2 separate regions of the Mus musculus genome follow, and region 2 is linked to region 1. A link is a contact called in public HiChIP or PLAC-seq data. All regions are on one chromosome and are shown on one strand. Each heading gives the region's core, a stretch centred on a gene start, on an enhancer-like site or on the middle of the called end of the contact. The rest is flanking DNA. Distances are from core to core; before and after follow the strand shown. Region 1 overlaps B4galnt2 (beta-1,4-N-acetyl-galactosaminyl transferase 2). Region 2 holds the start of Ube2z (ubiquitin-conjugating enzyme E2Z).

What was found. HiChIP or PLAC-seq counts read pairs in DNA pulled down with a chosen protein or histone mark.
Region 2: a contact with region 1 is called in an H3K4me3 HiChIP or PLAC-seq map of the SCID.adh cell line, with 5 times the contacts expected there. The contact joins the promoter of Ube2z here to the enhancer-like site in region 1. A contact is called at or near these places in 13 of 39 promoter capture datasets (the 3T3-L1 cell line, 3T3-L1-derived adipocytes, the C10 cell line and 7 more), 4 of 484 Hi-C or Micro-C datasets (the C2C12 cell line, cerebral cortex, embryonic fibroblasts and 1 more), 22 of 115 datasets of contacts at active chromatin or transcription factors (the SCID.adh cell line, T-cell acute lymphoblastic leukemia, astrocytes and 13 more) and 3 of 9 other capture datasets (adipose tissue, liver and macrophages).

The regions. Positions count from the first base shown.
Region 1 is chr11:95,874,051-95,878,374 of GRCm38.p6, reverse strand. B4galnt2 (beta-1,4-N-acetyl-galactosaminyl transferase 2) reads left to right here. Exons shown (of 11, transcript NM_008081.3): 6 at 2,097-2,277. Among named protein-coding and RNA genes, the nearest start is that of n-TQttg6, 17 kb to the right of the region's middle. Within about 2 kb of position 2,279, at least 33 of the 459 cell types and tissues checked have an H3K27ac peak or open chromatin away from gene starts, as enhancers often do. A contact at or near this core is called in the C2C12 cell line, the SCID.adh cell line and embryonic stem cells, where this site is marked.
Region 2 is chr11:96,063,340-96,067,663 of GRCm38.p6, reverse strand. Ube2z (ubiquitin-conjugating enzyme E2Z) reads left to right here and starts at 2,300. Exons shown (of 7, transcript NM_172300.3): 1 at 2,300-2,712. The coding sequence starts at 2,390.

The sequences.
Region 1 (4,324 bases), core at 1,030-3,529:
CCACATTCCTTCAAAAATATGGTCAGGTATGTCATATCCCATGAACATGATACCAATCTCGGTCTTAGTTACTTTTCTATGGCTGTGATAAAACACTATGACCAGGGCAACTGAGAAAAGTGTTTATTTGTGCTTAAGTTCCAGAGGGTTAGAGTCCCTGGTGGCAGAGCAAAGGCATGGTGGCAGGAACAGCTGAGTGCTGCATCTTTTTTGTTTGTTTGTTTTTTGTTTTTATTTGTTTGTTTTTCAGGACAGGGTTTTTTGTATAGCCCTGGCTGTCCTGGAACTCACTTTGTAGACCAAGCTGGACTCTAACTCAGAAATCTGCCTGCCTCTGCCTCCCGAGTGCTGGTATTAAAGGCGAGCGCCACCACACCCGGCATGAGTGCTGCATCTTAAAAGCAAGAGGCAGAGAGCACACTGGGGAGGGTGAGGAGCTGTTTTTTTTTGTTTGTTTGTTTTTGTTTTTCGAGACAGGGTTTCTCTTTATAGCCCTGACTGTCCTGGAACTCACTCTGTAGACTAGGCTGGCCTCGAACTCAGAAATCTGCCTGCCTCTGACTTCCGAGGGTGTGGAGCTTTTGAAGCCTCAAAGCCTGGCACAGTGACACACTTCCTGCAGCTAGGCTACACCTCCTAATCCTTCCCAAACAGTTCCACCGACTGCAGACCAAGAATTCAAATATATGAGCCCTGGGAGGCTGTTCCCATCCAAACTGCCACACAGGGTCAAGGTGAAGGCCGTGGGATGAGTCAGAGACAAACTTTTTTTTAAAAGACTTTATTTATTATTATAGTAAGTACACTGTAGCTATCTTCAGACACACCAGAAGAGGGAGTCAGATCTTGTTACGGATGGTTGTGAGCCACCATGTGGTTGCTGGGATTTGAACCCTGGACCTTCGGAAGAACAGTCGGGTGCTCTTACCCACTGAGCCATCTCACCAGCCCCCAGAGAGACAAACTTTTTGTTTGTCTCTTTTGATACAAGATCTCTCACTACTGCACCCTGACCAGCCTAGAATTTGCTCTGTAGCTTCAAACTCAGACAGCAGAGAGCTGGAACCAAAGACATGTGCCACCAAACTGAGCTACAATAAACATTTTAAAACCACTTAAACAGTGATGGTACCTAGTTGATGATGGATAAAATCCTCAGCCAAGGAGTTGTACTCCAATAAGAGAAAAAAACCCAGATCCAAAGCCTGGAAAACTCCCTCAGATGTCAGAGGGTAGAGGACCAGGAGTGAGTGACAGACAGATGTCAGTAGCAACTGCAGCAGGGAGCAAGGCAAAGTGCCATGTTGTGGCATAACTGTTGTGCCAGCTATTTGGGGGGTGGCAGTGTGTGTGGCAGGAGACAGAAGGATCTTTTCAGCTCTGGAGTTCAAGGCTGCTCTGGGCAACATAGTGAGACCTCAGAGACCTTGTTGAAAGAGGAGGAGGAGGAAGAAGAGGAAGAGAAAGAGAAGAAGGAGGAGGAGAAATAATAATCTCTCTCTCTCTCTCTCTCTCTCTCTCTCTCTCTCTCTCTCTCTCTCTCTCTCTCTCTCTCTCCCTCTCCCTCTCTCTCTATGACAAGAGTTTCTCTGTGTAGCCCTGACTGTTTTGGAACTCACTCTTAGACCAGGCTGGCCTAGAACTCACAGAGATCTGACTGCCTCTGCCTCCCGACTACTGGGATAAAAGGTATGCGCCACCACTGCTCGGCTCTAGAAGAAGTCTCAATGAACAATGTTCCCTAAAGAGAAAGAGATGTTTGCAGGAATGAATCCTTTAAATCCATGAGTCTTTAGGTCTTGAGGGGAAACGTGGGGGAAGGGCGTAGCTGTATCTATTACCTTTACAACCAGCCTTATCCTGTCCTAGCTCGCTCTGCCCCCTGCTGGCCATCCTGAGTACTTGCCTTTCCTGTGAATGGATTTTTCTCCATCCGTGGCATTTAGAATCTTTCAGGGTTTAGAGGATGGGAGACTAAGGAGTTACAGTCAGGTGGGAATAACGTTTTATTGGGTAGGATAAAGGGCTTCTAGAGATGGATAGGGATGGCTGACAGCTGTACAACAATATGTGTGTGCTTCTAATGTCATGTCTAGGTCATCCTGAAAGCTTCTCTGGGGACACTGAACACCCTTGCTGATGTGCCAGATGATGAGGTTCAGGGCAGAGGCCAGAGGCAGCTGACCATTTCCACCAGACATCGGAAGGTCCTGAATTTCATCCTTCAGCATGTGACGTACACCAGCACAGAGTACTATCTCCACAAGGTGGACACAGGTCTGTCTTCTGATCACAAACTGCTGGAAAAGAGCATCACTCCCTCTCAAAACCTTCCCCCAGGACGCTTCCTGTGTGCGCCCTCTCAAAACCTTCCCCCAGGACGCTTCCTGTGTGCGCCCTCTCAAAACCTTCCCCCAGGATGCTTCCTGTGTGCGCCCTCTCAAAACCTTCCCCCAGCATGCTTCCTGTGTGCCAGTTTCTGAGCCTCGACAATTACCTGCCTATTTACTGCACCCAATAGAGTCCCCCACTGCCACTGACCCCAGAGCGACTTGAGAAAGATCCCTGACACTGCTCACCTTGCACACATGAACACAAAGCCAGTGTCCTGCCACTGTGGCCAATACCCAAGACAGCATAGAAAAAGAAAGGCTCTGGCTCACAGCCTTGGAGGCTCCATTCCGTGGTGACTCGGCCCTTGTGGCGAGGCAGCATAGTATGGTAAAGCTTCCTACTTTACAGCTAGGAAGCGGCTGATCCTACTGTCACCTTAAAGGCATTCCCAAAGGGACCTGAACACCTCCCATCATATCCTAGTTTCTAAGGGATCCACCTCCTAGTGTCACAACAGTGGCTTATGCCTACACTATACCGACCTTTAGGGACACTGATCCAAACCACAGTACCATCCCATTCTGTCTGTTACTGATGGAGTTTTGTTTTGCTTGATACAGGCTCGTAGATAGCCCAGGCTAGCTTCAGACTCTGAACTTGTGTGTCTCCAGTTTCTACCCCCTATGCACTGGGATAACAGTCAAATGAACCTCTAAGTACAGTTTATGTGGTGCTGGGAATCAAATCCAGGCCCTTCTGTGTGGTAGACAACCACGCTGCCAAGCCAGTTACATACCTAGTCTTATTGTTTCTTGAGATGCTCTCGCGTAAGCCAGGATTTTCCAAACTCTCTTACATGTTTGTGGCTGGCTTGCCTTGAGCTCCAGATTCCCCCTTTCTTCTCTCAAGCTTTGGGGTTACAGGTGTGTACACCCCGCACTCTGTTATTTTTTTGTTTGTTTATAAGTTCATCCATTTGTTGAGGCAGGATCTTGTATGTGTCTCAGGCTGGCCTCAAATTCTCAATTCCTATGCCTCAGGCTCCATAATGTCGAAATCACAGCCATACATCACTATGTTTGGCTGGCCTTATCCAGTCCTGTTAGCTGTTCTCTGCAGCTATTTATTTCACTTATTTTATTAGTGGGGGGGGGGCATGAACATTTCACAGTAGTCATATGGAAGTCAGAAGTCACCTTGGAGGGGTTTGTTCTCTCCTACCACATGAATCCCAGGGATCAAACTCAGGCCATTGGGTTTAGCAGCAAGCCCCTTTACCTGCTGAGCCACTTTGACGACCCCTCTGGAACTTTTAAAGCTGCTTCAGCTTCTGTTGAGGTGGCGACTCTTGCCTAACCAGTGTGTGCATCAATATCTCGTGAGCATTCCTGCAGAGAGAGAATGTGGCCAGTTTCAAGGATATGAACTTGTCTTTCCAACCCCCCCACACCCATTACAGAAACTCCTGGGAGGACAAATCTTACCACCCTCACTTTTTGTCTTTTCCTTTGTGAGTTGCTCCACGGCACAGCAACGGGGGGGGGGGGGGAAGAAATGTAATATGCACAAATGAAAGTTCAGCTTGGCTGGTAGAGTACTTGCCTAGCAATGCACAGAGCCATGGGTTCGAGACCCAGCATCATATGAAATTGGGCATGGGAGTGCTATGCCTAAGACCCTAGCACTTGGGAGGTGGAATCAGAGGCTAGCGGTCCTAGGTTATCCTTCATAGCTATAGTAAGCATCCTCTCCACCTTCAGATTTTAAGGCATTTCCCTTCAGAAAATGAGCCTGTGTTCTAAGGTACAGTGGGTACTACTGTCCTGGTCTTGTCATTGGAGTCATGACGGAGGGTCAGGGCGGAGTAATCCAGATTCTCGAACCTCCAGCCTGTTCTAGCAGCCCATCCTTAAGCAGGTTGCCTCAGGGATGCACAGAAGTCAGGAGTCAGGATGCCACAGTGTCCATGGGCCCTCAGCCTCTTCGCAGG
Region 2 (4,324 bases), core at 1,051-3,550, 190 kb before region 1:
CAGATTTCTGAGTTCATGGCCAGCCTGGTCTACAGAGTGAGTTCCAGGACAGCCAAGGCTACACAGAGAAACCCTGTCTCAAACAAACAAACAAGGACAGTGTTGTCACTTTTAAAAGTATGGGTGCAGCCCTGTGTTCTAGTGCACACCTTTACTCCCAGCAGTCAGGAAGCAGAGGCAGGCAGATCTGTGAGTTCAAGGCCAGGCTGGTCTACAGAGTGAGTTTCAGGAAAGCCAGAGCTATCTTCCCCCTGTGGCCTTGGCTGTCTTGGAACTAGCTCTGTAGAACAGGCTGGAGCTCAAACTCAGAGAACTGCCAGCCTCTGCCTCCTGATTGCTGGAATTAAAGCCATATGTGTCATCACTGCCCAGCAAAATAATTTTGTTGTTGGTGGTGGTGGTTTTTTGAGACAGGGTTTCTCTGTGTAGCCCTGGCTGTCCTGGAACTCACTTTGTAGACCAGGCTGGCCTCGAACTCAGAAATCTGCCTGCCTCTGCCTCCCGAGTGCTAGAATTAAAGGCGTACGCCACCACGCCCGGTGCAAAATAATTTTTAATAAAGTGTTATTTCATTTTATAAAAAATCAAACCTAAACAAAGATACATCAACAAAACATGGAACCTCTATAAAATAGTATACTAATGAGTTTTATTTCATGTTACAGTCCTAAGATGAACTCTACTAAGCTGAATTCACAAATAATACACAAGCTAGAGCCCTAGGTACATGCATGTGTGTGTGTAGCAAAAAGGACAACATCTGGAACCAGATGCAGCTTTGCCCCCTGCTCTCAGTGTGATCCTATGTGTGTGACTGACCTTCTGTCTGTCTGTTGTCATTCTGTCACAAAAGGCTAATAACAGTCCTTCTATCACAGAGCTGGTGAGAGGAACAAGTAAAATAAAGCAGATAAACAATGTGTAGCCTTAAGCACTCAATTAATGGCAGCTTCAAAACATAATGTATTCACTATTCCCAGACCCCCGCCCCCAGACCATTTGAGAAAACGCACAAATGTCCAGAACGCAGGCTCTTCACTTGTTGGTTTTTGTGTTTTGAGACAGGGTGTCCCTTTGTTGCCCAGATTGCCTTGAACTCAATTTGTGGCCTCAACTATTTATGTACGATAGTTCCCTCATCATTCCTCAACCTCTCTAGTGCTTAGCTTACGAGCTGTGCCACCACAGGAGCCAGGCTTCTTCGGGAGGAAAAGAAGAAGAAAAAAAAAAAAAAACAAGATCCAAAGTGAGGCTCTGGCTGTTTGTTCTAGAATGAATCTTCATAAATGTACTAAAGTTAATATGAATATTTCATTGGGTGTGGTGGCTTATGCCGGTCATCTCAGCACTAAGAAGGCTGAGGTAAGCAGCTACATATTGGAAACCTTGTCTCAAAAACTATTCATACACTTTGCTATAGAGTATCAATGTGTTTGTTTCGGATGTTGTCTCAGACCAGCTGAAAGGGTTGTGTAAATTCTCAGTCATGCGGTACCTCTGGTTTTCCTACAGTTAGCAAACACACACACAGACTCATATTCCTGTCAGTAGAACAAGGTTAAGGTCTTTTCCCCTTAGTCAGAGTTAATTTTCGTATTACAAATCTCAATATAGTTCTAAGAAATTGAGAATTTCAAACCCGTAACTCCAGGATTAGCGGGTAGAAAAGGTACTGAGCTTGGAATCAAGCCTGATGCTTGACTTCTACCAAGCTGTCAACTTCTGTGTCATTATCTCCAGGGCAATGCCTAGCAACAGCTCCTGGCCTTTAGTATGCCCTTCATAAATAAATATCGAATAAACTCAAATGAGGTGGTCTTTTATTCGCACGTTCTGATTCCGTTCTTCCTCTTAGTCCATCCGCAGTCAGGCGACAATAGTAGTCGATGGGGGAGAAGACCAGACATGATACAGCACAGAGCCGTAGGGATGTGAAGGGCCCTAAACTACTCAAGCTCTTCTTTCGATTGCCCTACAGGGAAGGTGGACCTTAGTCCTACCCTAGGATTGAACATCGATGGTCCCTCCCTTTAAAAGAGAAGCTGTGGGTCTCTCCATCTTCTTTGAACTGTCTTCTCCGACATCAACTCTCCCAACATAAAACCTTTAACCATGGAAGGCTACCAGCATCTCCAGCGGGGCGCAGAATCTGCGCTGGCCTGGAGCGCCAGCTAGTCCGCTAGCCCCCGCCCCCCGCTCTGGAGGACCGTGGGTGGACGCTCTGGCAGCACGCCTCTCGCTGGTCCGGGCGGAGGTGGGCGGAGCCAGCGCCACCCGGGCTGGGGAAGCCGAGGGTGGGGACACTCTGGCCCGGCTCTCGGTGGTGCGGGAGCAGCGGCCGCTCTGGTCGGCGGACGTGCTGCTGAGCAGTCCCGGAAGCGAAGCAGCGATGGCGGAGAGTCCGACTGAGGAGGCGGCGACGGCGACGGCTGGCGCCGGGGCGGCGGGCCCAGGGTCGAGTGGTGTTGCCGGTGTGGTCGGCGTTAGCGGGAGCGGCGGCGGGTTCGGGCCGCCTTTTCTGCCGGATGTGTGGGCGGCGGCGGCGGCGGCGGGCGGGGCCGGGGGACCGGGGAGCGGCCTGGCTCCGCTGCCAGGACTCCCGCCCTCGGCCGCTGCCCACGGGGCCGCGCTGCTTAGCCATTGGGACCCCACGCTCAGCTCGGACTGGGACGGCGAGCGAACCGCGCCACAGTGTCTACTTCGGATTAAGCGGTGAGCCGGGGGTTTTTCCTCCCTCACCCCGGAGCTCCAGGGCTCGACCTTCCCCGCCCCCCACCTTTCCCCATCGGGGCTCTCTCCCGCCTCACGTCTTCCAGGCCCAAACCCTGCGGGCCTCTCTACTGACGGGGGCCTTAAGTGTCGCCCTTTCCCTCCCTCCCGCCCTCTCAGCGCCCGGCCCTACAGCCCAAACAGATCCGCGATTGCCCTCGGGCCTACCCCGCCCCTTAGCGACCTCCGGTGAGCCCTGCAGCTCCGTTCCGGATGCCTTATCCCTACCCCCTCCCGTTCACCCGAAACCTGACCCTTTTGCTCTTCTGTAACGCTCGGTCCCGCCCTTCGCACTTCCCCTCTAACCTACCCCACCAGCTTACCTAAAGGCTGCCCTCAGGCCCCACCCATCAGTTCTCCATCTCTTCTGGAGTCCCCGCTTGGAACATCCTCTACCTGCATTGCCCAGTTGCAGACTCGAGTCAGTCTTCCTTTTTACCTTTCCTTACCTCGTTTCCCCACCATATGGCCCTTTCCACGGGTCTAGAGAGCCTCCCTGACTTTCCAGATCATTTCTTGAACCCCCTTTCCAATCACCCCAAAACTGTCCCTCACACCTGTCCCTGAAACTCTGCGTTCCTACCATCTCTCACTATCACTCTGGATTGTAACATCTTAGTCAAGAACTTTTTTCCTATTATTTACCCCCAAGGTTGTCTGGTTTACTTTTGTAAAGCAGATGTACTCCCTTCAAATACAGGAACAAAAGGCCTAGGGCCTGTCTGTGCTTGTGTCTTGGGTGACCGATCTTAGATCGTATCACTTCATAGATAAATATGTTTTGCAAAAGTGCTCACTTAGTATGGTACCAATTGCATGGCAAAAGATAAGACTGTTGAGCTATTAATTTTGAAACTTGTTTCCTGGTGACCAGACTTAGTCTTTTCATCTTAGCCTCTTATCTGGCTATTATCCCAAACATTCCAAGTCCCCTCAGGTGTCTGCCCGGCTACATATTTTCCAAGTTTTTAATAAAAAAAAACTACACCATGCACGTAAAGTACCTGGCACAGTGCCGGACGTAGAACAACTTCACAGTTATTGCCACCCCTAACTTAACTCCTTAGCTGTTTGATTCTCTTAGTCTGGATACAGCTTTGAGTTTGGCCTGGACGAACTTCTTTGTTCGGCTACCCTTCTGTGTCCCCAGACTTCCTCATAATTGACTTCTTCTGAGCCAGTTCTCAACTGATCCATTCTAGTTGATTACTGACCCAGAAGTTTCATTCATCCTAGTTACTAAATGTCATCTTTCAGAGATGAGATTCTGGTTATTTCAGAGGATTCCCTTTTCCTCAAAACAACTATCCTATTAGTTTCCTGGACACACAGGTCATGGTAGACTTGCTCCCGCTGGCTTCATGCTGTCTCCTTACCTTACCAGCAAAGCGAACCCATATGTTTTATGGAGTAAGTTTTGTAGTGAATGGAATGAAGCCCTCCCAATTGAGAAAATCTCTGTGTTCAGTTGTAGTACCTGGGAATCTGGGAGATGGGAAGTAAATGAGTTTTCATGTGGGAAGAAGTGACAGTATATAGGATGTGACTTTTCCAG